Regions from separate parts of the Pan troglodytes genome. Here region 2 is linked to region 1. The links are chromatin contacts, called in public Hi-C maps. All regions are on one chromosome and are shown on one strand. Each heading gives the region's core, a stretch centred on a gene start, on an enhancer-like site or on the middle of the called end of the contact. The rest is flanking DNA. Distances are from core to core; before and after follow the strand shown. Region 1 overlaps LOC134807861 (a long non-coding RNA gene). Region 2 overlaps ACOXL (acyl-CoA oxidase like).

Region 1 (5,461 bases), core at 1,361-3,860:
CCCCTCTAAGGGAGGGGGGAAGGCAGCAAAGGGTCAGCAAGGAGCCCTGTGTGGGGGTCCTGCCGTCTGGGTTCCAGTCATTAAGAAAGCACATATTCTTTGAGCCTCCACTCCTGAATCTGTAAAACGAGAGCTCTGGACTCCAGGGTGGCTCTTGAGATTGTGTTTCTCCCTATAATTTCTATAATTCTTTGCAAATCACAACTAGCTTCTCACTTTATTACGCATAATGATTTAAAAGCCCTGTTTCCATGAATGTGTATTCTTTTATTGTGCTAAAATAGGCATAGCATAAAATTTACTATTTTAACCATTTTTTAAGTGTACTCTTCAGTGGTATTAAGTACACTCACTGTGGTGTAGCTATCACCACCATCCATCTCCAGAGCTTTTTCATCTTCCCAAACAGAAACTCTGTTCCCATTAAACAATAACTCTTCATTCCCCCTTGCCTCCAGCCACTAGTAACCACTACTCTAATTTCTTTCTCTATGAATCTAACCCCTCCAGTTATCTCATGTAAGTGGAATCCATACAATTTTTTTTATGTTTACAAACATCCTCAGCATGACAAGGATTGAACAAGATTACAGTTTTATTTTGTTTGTAATATGCTGTCCCTTTTCTGTCCTGTCCTGATACATGTAAATGGCACTAAAACAGAGTGGCCCTCTCCAGGGCCGTTGGCATGAGCAATGCTTTCACAGATTTAAAAAATGGAAGCTGAGCCCCAAAATCTAATTGCATAGAAAGCATTTGAGCAGGGATTGCATCCAGTGAGAAGCATCAGGGACATACTATTTTGGTACACTCAAAGACACACTTTTAAAATCAATATTTTAAAAGTCATATCAGAAGTAAGATAAACCAGGCTGCTATCTCAACCCTCCGTGTGTACTCTGTACATGATGTCTCTCTCACCACTGAGAAAAGCTATGCGTAACAACAGGAAACTGATCACAGATCCCAACATCAGCCCCGGTGACTGTAAGTAGAAAATACAATGAGTAATTCCCCTGAAAATGAGATGACTGAAGTTGATTATGTATTTGTTGTTTAAAAATAAAAAAGAGTCAACAAGAATGGGAGTGGGGTGGGGAGTTTTCCATGTTAACAGAAATGGCAAGTTTTATTTTTAAAATTTATCTGTAAATACAAAACAAGTGATAAAGACACCATGTGTCATTTGTTTTTGTACAGCAAGGAACTGCATGCAGCTTGCTAATTTCCTCAATTTGTATGCTACAAGCTGAACTGCAGCATCACAAAAATTAATTTCATAGCCAAGCAAATATGAAATATGAATTTCATAGGTAGGCTTTTATAAAATATTAAGTTATGGGCAAGCCAATATAAAATATTGATGTCATACAGTATGAGCAAATATGGAGATAAAAATTGCTGACCCAGATTATGAATTGTTGATTAAAGAGCATTGTTTACCAGTTTGTAAGTATATCAGCAAAATGTATGTGTGGGCATATGACAGTTCTAATTTGAAATATAATTCTAAATCATATTTACCTTTGATCTGAAAATACCTGATAGTGTGAAAAAACTAAGGCTTGACAGCCACAACAGTACAAAAGTCAAATGCTGCATTTTAATTCAGAAGTGGGCAAATGTCAACTTGTTTTAATTTCTGAAACCTCTCCTTTTGGGGTTATTGTTACACATTTGATATTGAAAAGAAATTGAGGTTAATCAACCAATATTATTTCTCTTTTTTAGAAGCCTCAGAAAGTTTGCATATGTACATATATATGCTATAAGAATATACAAGTGTATATAAAAACATAAAATATTACAATAAAGAAGAAAATTCATTACAGACTTCCTAGGGAAAAGGGAAAAAATCATGTAGAAAAGCAAATCTTGATTTGGCATAATTAATTGTAGGGTTTCTTAACTGTGTGGAGGGAAAGGTTGGAGGAGTAAATATAAATATCTGTATTTATAGAAGAGAATGGATCTTTCAAGCCAACAACCCAACACTGAAGTTCTAAAATTACACCACCCAAGTCCTCTACTGTTTCCTTCTTTTGGACAAAAGCAAATATTGACCAGGTGCCAGCCTCGAGCCATTTGAGGCAAAGGCAGCCGTTGCGATGGGCAAAGCCACAGCCTGGCCACACCGGGCCAGGCTCCACGTCCAAACCCGCTTGCATCGTAGAATTTTGAAATTAACAAGCCACCAGACCACACACCAAGCAAGGAGTAATCACTTCACAGAGAGAAAATAACTATGTTTAAAATGAAAGCAAGATCAACACTGGCCTAAATGCTGGTAAAAATGACCTTGAGGGATGTTCCAAATTGAAACGGATCAAATTAGTTTTCAATCCACTCTAAAATATGAAATGTCAAAAATAAAAATATGCTGATGAGGCTCAGCGCGCTGAAGTTTTAAAATGACTAAAACGACATCTGTCATGGAAATCCCTGCAATTTTACAAGAGAATAAGAAAGGCTATTTTAAACGGTGCTTAGTCACGTTGCATTTTTTTGGTAGTAATGTCCAAACTTTCCTGTCCCGGTGGCAGAACCCATGAGCATGACCTCCACAGGACTCTGGGGGAATGGGGGTGGGCAAGTTCCAAAAATACCGCTCACAGCTCACAAATGACGGCTGGTCAACTCACATTTGACTGTGAAAGCCACAGTGCAGGAGCAAGGACGGACTAAAATGTCTACAGGAGAAGGTAGGGTGTTGTGTTCTAGAAACCCTGGCAGCTGTGGGTGAGCACAGAATTTTCTAATGAGTAAGACTGAAATCAGTGAAAATGCCTCAGCATTAAAGGGAAAAATAACTTATCTGCTGTCTAACCACGGAGCTCAGGCATCTAAGAAAAGCCTAAATAATTCACGAAAACTGTGCCCAAATAGACAAAAGGAGCTCACTGCTTCTTGCAGAATATTTAAACCTGACTCAACTTTGGGGTTTTAATCCAAATATCTTAAGTTCACATTTCATTGCTGGAATATTCCATGTTGTATCAGGAGCTGACTTAGGTGGGTGAAGTTCTTAACCCTGAACAGAGAATAAAATGTTAAAAATAGTAATGAGAGTGCCGATACCTCCATAGACAACCCTAAAATGTGTCATGTGTTCATGAAACGCACTGCTCACCGTCTAAAGGAAAGGTGGTTAATCCTGGGCAATTCAGGTTTCTTTGCAGCTATGCCATGGAAGGTCCCTTAAACGCAAGACTCAGCATGGAAACCTCTTTCACTCCGGAATCCTTCTCCAGAACTTGGGTGAAGGTTCACACACTTACATCTACCCCCATGCTTCCCCAAAAGGGCTAAACCCAGAAAAGCCTTTCCTGGATGTCTAATTGGTGACAGCCTATTATGCCCAAGGGGTTTACTTTTCTCCAGGTGCAGAATAACAGAGGAGAGATTTGTTTACTCTCTCCCTTTTTTTTTTGACATTAACAACTTTGTTTAATGGCCTGGGAGCTTGAGCCGGTCAGATCCCTGGAGCAGGGTCCACACACTCAGCCCTGGACTTTCTCCCACCTATTCCAACCCAGCCTCACACTCCCATAACTGCATTCCTAGCCTTTTCTTCCCGTTTTTAACACTGTGCTTCACCTAGTAATCAACATAAAAACAAAGCAGATAGAAGGACAGGCCTAGGTCAGGCAACCGTCTGGGGTAATGCAGGTGTCACAGCCACAGGCCAGGCTTGACTGGCACAGGTCTGGGGAGCCTGGGGGCAGCCTGGGTGGGTGTGAATTAACAGCCTGGAGGTGGTGGGAGGGGGCATTCTGTGTGCCTCTGGGGAGGGGCGGAGGTGAGGTGTTCTCTTTGTCAGGGACCCTTGGATCTGCTGGGGACAGAGCCTGCCCAACTCCCTCCTAAGCAACTTCTGTTTCCTCTGCTCTCCCTTCCTGCAACCTGCACTCCTGCTTCCTGCCTGGCACTACCAACTGTGGGAAACCCAAGTAGGTGGCACCATAGTGGGGGGCAAAAGGCAAAGCCTTGGTTGGGTAGGGGGCATAACTCCAGGCCTAGTTCTGCGAGCCCTGACACAGAGGCAGGATGCTTACAGAGGAGACAAAAAAGCAACGCAGTGCCTCGAATAACAACTGGGGTGCCCCCACACTGCCACTGACAACTACCCCTCAATAACTAGTACACCCTAGTCTTTCTAGCTTCTGGGCACTCCTAGAAACCAGAGCTTCAAAACCCTTCAGTTCACACAGGCCAGGACTTGCTGAGGGCAGGGGGCGGGGGAGGAGGTGAGGGTTGCTTTCAGGAGTATCTGTTCTTGCTCCCATAATCTTGGAGTGGATCACAAAACTGAGTAAGTGTTGCTATGGTTATTAAAGTCATTCCTTTTAAAAAAGAGCAAAACATGGCAGATTTTCTTAACAACTTGTTCAAATGGCAACAGTCCCGGGTTGTAGCTAATTAAGTGTGCTAAAGATAAACACAAGATCGCACATTCCTATTAAGATTGTTTGCTCCTGGTTCTTTTACACACACACACACACCACTTTGAACATTCAGGGGAAATAATAAATTCTTATGCACTCAGCATGAGGAGTAAAGAAGAAAAATATATTTTCCATAGAAATCGCCTTACTTCACCTCCTTTAAATTCTACAACTTGCTTCAGGACAAATAAAGAGGAAACTACTGGAATGTGTGAGCAGGCCCCACTAGCTCTGAAGGCAGAGGCCTCAGCAGGAGGTGAGCAGCTGCAGAGAGGCTCAGGCAGGCGGCCCTGGGCAGCCTCATTTCTTTATTAACACCACCACCTACAGGGACTGCTTTGAATAGGATGGTGTGGTGTGGCCCATAAAGCCTTGCAAGAAAAACAACATTCAGAACAATTGCACCACATTTTTTTTTTCAACTTCCTGTTTATTAGTATTTTATCTAAGAGCAGAACAAAAGTCTGTATAAATGGGAGAAAATAAAACAAATGAATGCACTGTTAAGGCCTATTCACAATGCACACATACAACAACTTGTCAAGTGCATTATGTCCTTTAATTGAACCCACCTCAGACCTTCAAATGTCTCTGATGACAGAGATCAAGAGGAAATAAATGGAATTTGTTATAAGAATTATATATAATTAATTTTTAAAAAAATAAGTAAATGGGCTTGTTTTCGGCACAACTGTATGACAGTATTCCTTGCTACACTGTACAAGTCAACATCTTATCAGTAAGAATTTGTATTTTGCTAGAAATACGCATGAATATCATGAAAATGCAAATGTCCCCCTAATGTTTGGTGCAGAGCTTGATTGTGTAAGAAAAGGAAGAAAGTATGTGGTCAAGGTGTGGGCAACCTTTGAGGTTCTCAGCCTAAGAGGTGGACAAAGGGCTGGTGACGCCTCCACTGGAATCCTTCCAGCGAAGTCATGAGGTCATTACGAAATTGTTAGTGATGTCTGTGAACTCTGCTTTTCTTCCTTAACCTGCCGGCCATGTTGTTCTTT
Region 2 (5,461 bases), core at 1,791-4,290, 630 kb before region 1:
TCAGTGCTCACAGCAACTCCACCAGGATTCCAGTTTCACAGCCGAGAAAACAGAGGCTCTGTGAGGGGAGGCAGCCTGGCGAGGCAATCACCTCATGTGGGGCAGTACAGGGTTGTACACATCTGTGTCCCACTTGGATGACTTGAGGAATGACTTGAGGATTACGGAATGACTTGAGGGTCCCACAGAACCCTTCTTGCGAAAGACCCTTCATTTGGAGGCTGCACTGGAGAAGGGGTGCTGGACATGTTGGAGCCTCAAAGTGCAGCATCTTCAGTTTCTTGAAACTTCTGTGCTTCTTGCTTGGGTAACTGTGCTTCCTCTGATCTTTGGGCCAACCTAGCCCATGAGAGATTCCAAGGATTTGAGCTGTCTCTAGGGTCATGGGGCAGCCTGCATCTTGTGCTTGATTTTTCTCCAGGGATATCCTAGGTCAGGTAGTTAGGGTGATGGGCATTAGCTCCAGAGTCAGCCTGATGAGTTGTGTTTTTTTAAATTAACTTTTATCTGGCAAGAGTGTTGCAGAATCAAGTTTTAAAAAATATTTGCATATCTCATTTCTTTGTCTAATTAGTGTTGTGAGAATGATGTCCCAGTTTTCATGCTTGAATAAATAGCTGATGGTGTAAGGCGCTAAGGGCTGGCTCACTGTGGCGCGTTCCCTTTCTTCTATTTGCCGTCTCGTCCAAGTTTTGTTTCAATCCATGCTCCTGACTTTTTTTTTTTTTTTTAAGGACTGATCTCATCAGCCAAATTATACCTTTTACTGCCATAAAATGCCTCCTTAATTTAGAGGATATGTTTGTCAATGTTGCAAGATAATTCCGAGCATCAAATCACTAGAGGTGCTGACTACAAAAAATATACTTGGCCGGGTGCAGTGGGTCATGCCTGTAATCCCAGCACTTTGGGAGGTCAAGTCGGGGGGATCACCTGAGGTGAGGAGTTTGAGACCAGCCTGGTCAACATGAAACCCCATCTCTACTAAAAATACAAAAATTAGCCTGGTGTGGTATGGCATGCGTCTATAGTCCCAGCTATTCGGGAGGCTGAGGCAGGAGAATCACTTGAACCCGGGAGGCAGAGGTTGCAGTGAGCCGAGATCACACCACTGCACTCCAGCCTGGGTGACAGAGTGAGACTCTGTCTCAAAAAAAAAAACATATATATATATGTGTGTGTGTGTGTATGTGTGTATATATATATGTGTGTGTGTATGTGTGTATATATATGTATATGTAGGTATATATGTATGTGTATACATGTGTATATATATGTATGTATATATATACTCTATGCCTATGCTCCATTTTAAAGTGGAATTTTAAAAAGGCGGGGGATGGGGGAGATTTAGGTTAAGTGTGACATGACCCCATTTTTACGTATGACCTTACAAATCCTCTGGTTTATTCACTCCAGCTGGACTAAAGACATCTAAGCGTTGGAGGGTGGAACATAGAAATTCCTTCCCTTGAGGGGTTTTCAGTCCTATTGGAAAAGCAGAGCGTAAACCTGAAATGATTTCAGGTGCTGATGTCAGCACCCTGGGAGCACATGGAAGCTCGTGGTCAGCCAAAGCTGACCTGGCTGCGATGCTGAAGCTAGAATTGGCCTGTTGGGCAGGCACAAAGAGGACAGGCTGCATTCTGAGAAGTAATTTTCAGAACACTGGAGAGCATAGTTCTATTCAGCACCTAAGGTACTGTCTGTTTCTGGGCTTCATTTTAAAAGAGACACCCAGGCAAATGAAGCCAGTCTGGAGATGATCTCCAGGACAGTCAAGGGTTTTGACATGATGCCATGCTAAGAATTGCTGGAGCATGTGTGGGTGTTTAGCTGGGAAAGAGACTTTGGGGAGGAGAGGCATAATAGCAAATGTCCAATAGATTGGTGCAGTTGAAAGCAGCTGGGAAGATGGTTTGGACCAGATAATGAAGGGATTTGGTTGCCTTGCTAAAGATTCTGCAGTTTATTCTGTTGGCAATAGGGGGCTACTGGAGGCTTCTAAGGAAGAAGCAATGAGATTTACTCATGGTTCGTTAAACATGGAGAACGCAGAGGAGGAACAGGTTTAGGGAAGGAAGCGCGGGTTTGCTGAGGTGTCAGGCAGGGTGGAGGCTCTGGGAGGCACTGACCGAAGTTGGGGGAGAAGGTGACATTGTGCAGGAACAGGGAGCTATGAGGGACTCTGGACAAAGCCTACATTTAAAGGCTGAGCCCAAGAGGATTATGGGGAATGCAAGAGGTGGGTTGGAGAGGCAGGAGGACAACTAGGAGATCATAGCTTCATGGAAGCGAAGAGGAGGGAATTTCAAGTTGGAATGCGTGGTTGGTAATCCTATAGAAATCATCCCCCTTTTTTGAACAATCCTCATTTGTTGAGTGCTGGACATTATGCTAAGTGCTCTGTGCACATCATTTTCTTTAATTCTTATAGGAGCTTCACAAGGTAGCCAATAACACTGATATTCTCTAGAGAAGGGGCTGAGGATAAGAGCATTAGGCATCTAGGAGACAGTGGAGGATAGAATGTGGGCTTTGGTTTGATATAGGCCAGCTCTCCCTGGCTCCACCTCTGCCCCACTTGGCTATGTGAACTTGTACAAATTACTTAACCTCTCCAGGGCCCAGCTTCTTGTTCTCTGAACTAAATACAACATCCCTGTCTCCTGAGGATGCTGATGGGATTCTGTGAGCTTGATATCATTGTAAGTAAAGTCCCTTGCGCCGTGCCTGACACTCAGGGGCTCCTCCATAGACTTCCGTGTGGTCGTGGTTATTTCCCAACATTCCCTAGTCAGTAAGAGGCAGATCTGAGATCTGAACCCAGGTCCATGTGGGACCATAGCCTGTGCCTGGTGCTGTAACAAGGGAGGTTATGTGGGACAGGAGTTTGAGTGCTGTGGGGTTGAGGACTAGTGTTTTAGTGGGAGGAACAACAGGAGCACGTCTGAGCCCAGATGGGAAAGAGGAAGTGAGAGGGAGAGACCGATGCTGCTAGGGAGAGGAAGTTAACTGAAGAGAAGGTCACAGGTGGCACATAGGGTGTGACATTAAACATAGGTGGAGAATGACACTGAAACCAAAGCAAGTATTTTTTCCTCACAGACAGGAGGGACAGAAAGTCTGAAGAGAGGAGGAGATACAGAGGAAATTTCAAGCAGGTGCAAGAAAGTTGAGGGTGCCCCAGCAGATGACTTCTGTTCTCTGAGGAATGCAGAGATAGGGTCAAGGTCTGAGGAGAGGGAGAGGGAGTGGGGGTGGGGTTGGACACTTAGGAAGAAGAGGCTCAATCTCCACAGTCACTGAGAGCGATAGACTGAGGAGGAGAGAGGACAGAAGAAGAAGGCTTGTGGAGACTGTTATACCTCTGGTCTTGAGTGGCGTACCTTGTTCTAATTTGTATTTGTGGCAGTGCCAGGCAAGGTGAAGATGTGGTTTGTACCGGGGGACAGAGGTAGGAAATTAGATGGTTAGGTTGGCCCAGATTTGGAAATTCACCAATTGGGTTGCAGAAGGACAGGATGTGGCAGTGAAGTGACAGCTTCAGGGAAAACTCTAATCAAAAAAGCTCGGGAGGTGAGGGTGGGAGAAGGTGTAGGGAGGGAGACTGTGATTGGGAATATGTCCTTCCTCCTGCTGTTGTTGGATACCCAGAGTGTGGTTTGGACCTTCCAGTGAATAACATGTATGATTCACCTTTGGATCTCCTGTCCCAGCAAATATGAGGCATCTGTATGGAAAACTCTATGGCAAGAACGGCTGTCGTACCTCATAAGTTCTACCCAAACTTTGACCTCAAGCACAATCCACTAAAGCTGGGCTCTCAAAGCCCCTGGTTCCATGGTCGTGTGGCAGGGGAGGCCCTGCCCTTCCTCAGTTTGATGTCATTCTTTCCTGGATGGTGAAGGGGTATAAACAAGGATAAGCTCTCTTTTGAGGAGCCATTCAAAATACTTTCTCTCTCTCTCTTTTTTTTTTTTAAACATATTTCTGCTAGTTTCTATTCATTAATGAAGGTGCCAGCAGATCAGAAGGTCGAAGTCTTGAAGACGCAGCCCCAAACAGGCTGGTCTGAGCTCCAAAGAAGAGCTGGACCCCTATATGCAGCGGGGCCCAGAGCTGCCTCCCACCTGGGTGGAGGGAGAACCCTTCTCTGTGTGTGGCTCAGAATTTGACACCTTTGAAGCTAAGAGGGACCATCACTGAGACCTTTGGGGCTGAGCAGGTGCCCTGTCCATCTCTTCACCTGTCCCAGGTCAAGTAATTGCTGACTTAAAGTGTCCAAAGTCGAACTTGTCAAGTTTCTGTACTCTAAAGTTACTCTTTTTCCCCCTTTTCATACGATCAGCCCACACTGAAGATGTGAGGAGTTATGTTCCACCTCCTCAAGGGTGGAGTATCTGCAGAAATCATTTGGAATTCTTTTGCATGGGAAATTTGTCTTTTCTCCCTCATTTACTTATTTATCCAATTACTTCTTTATGTAAGTATGTACTCATGGATATTTAATTTATACTTTGGGTTATAATCTAATACTACTTTCTTTTGTTGCTCAAATTGTTTCAGCTTTGGCTTTTGGAAGCTCTTTCAATTGGCTCTGTTACCCTTTGACATTCTTCTATCATTGTGTGTGTGTGTGTGTGTGCATGTGAGTGTGTGTGTGTGTGTGTGCGTGCGTGTGTGTATGTGCATGTATACATGTGGCTGCATACAAGATGCCCCAGGCTCATCTTGTATTTTGTCTGCCCTAGGCCCTTTTAATAAAAGGAACCTTTCCCTGGTTCCTTTTATTAAAGAATGTTTTGAGAAACCAAGATTAGGGTGCTAGGTGTTTCCTTCGTGGCTGGGATGTTGTTACTTCTAGGCCCTTCCAGTTGATAAGCCAAGGAAATATATGTGTGTAAAGCAACCTCTGTATATAACATATCTATAATATGTATTCATTTGTATCTATGTTAAGCTAAACATGAGTTCACACTCATGTCTCAACTCTGATCCCTTTACAATAGGGTCTTCTAGCCTTTCTCCTTGCTTGTCTGTAGCCTACTCCAACAGTGAGAAATATGGTTGCCACCATCTGCCATATGTTTACTTAATTATTCAGTTCCAGCATTCACGTATGCCGGTTTCTGTATTTTTAACTCATATTCCATGCAAACAACTTTATCATCTAGAGTACAGTGCTGATGTACAGTTCACTTTGCCTTTAGTCTTACCACATTCGGCTCCAGAGTTACTTAGTTCAGCACCTTTATTTCTTACTCCCTTCAGTGAGGTTGTTTAATACATATGTCATACAGTTATGTTCTTTTATCACAGTCTACATTCCATTCTGAGAGCCCCTCAATGTTTAAATGTTTTTTAAAGTTACATACCTTAGATTTTACTCTCTGTGCTGTAAAGCTCTGTGGGTTTTGACAAATGTGTAGTTTCGTGTATCTCCCATTAAAGTATCATA

The links. A called contact is a pair of places that touch in the nucleus more often than the background predicts.
Region 2: a Hi-C map of blood shows a contact between it and region 1, with 7 times the contacts expected there. The contact joins two enhancer-like sites. A contact is called at or near these places in 2 of 7 Hi-C or Micro-C datasets (blood and stem cell-derived neural progenitor cells) and 1 of 1 other capture datasets (stem cell-derived neural stem cells).

What each region holds. Positions count from the first base shown.
Region 1 is chr12:11,772,795-11,778,255 of NHGRI_mPanTro3-v2.0_pri, reverse strand. All of the region lies in intron 1 of LOC134807861 (a long non-coding RNA gene), which reads right to left. Among named protein-coding and RNA genes, the nearest start is that of BCL2L11, 330 kb to the left of the region's middle. Within about 2 kb of position 2,610, at least 7 of the 24 cell types and tissues checked have an H3K27ac peak or open chromatin away from gene starts, as enhancers often do.
Region 2 is chr12:12,404,015-12,409,475 of NHGRI_mPanTro3-v2.0_pri, reverse strand. The region is part of intron 9 of ACOXL (acyl-CoA oxidase like); the gene reads left to right. Among named protein-coding and RNA genes, the nearest start is that of ACOXL, 88 kb to the left of the region's middle. Within about 2 kb of position 3,040, at least 1 of the 24 cell types and tissues checked has an H3K27ac peak or open chromatin away from gene starts, as enhancers often do.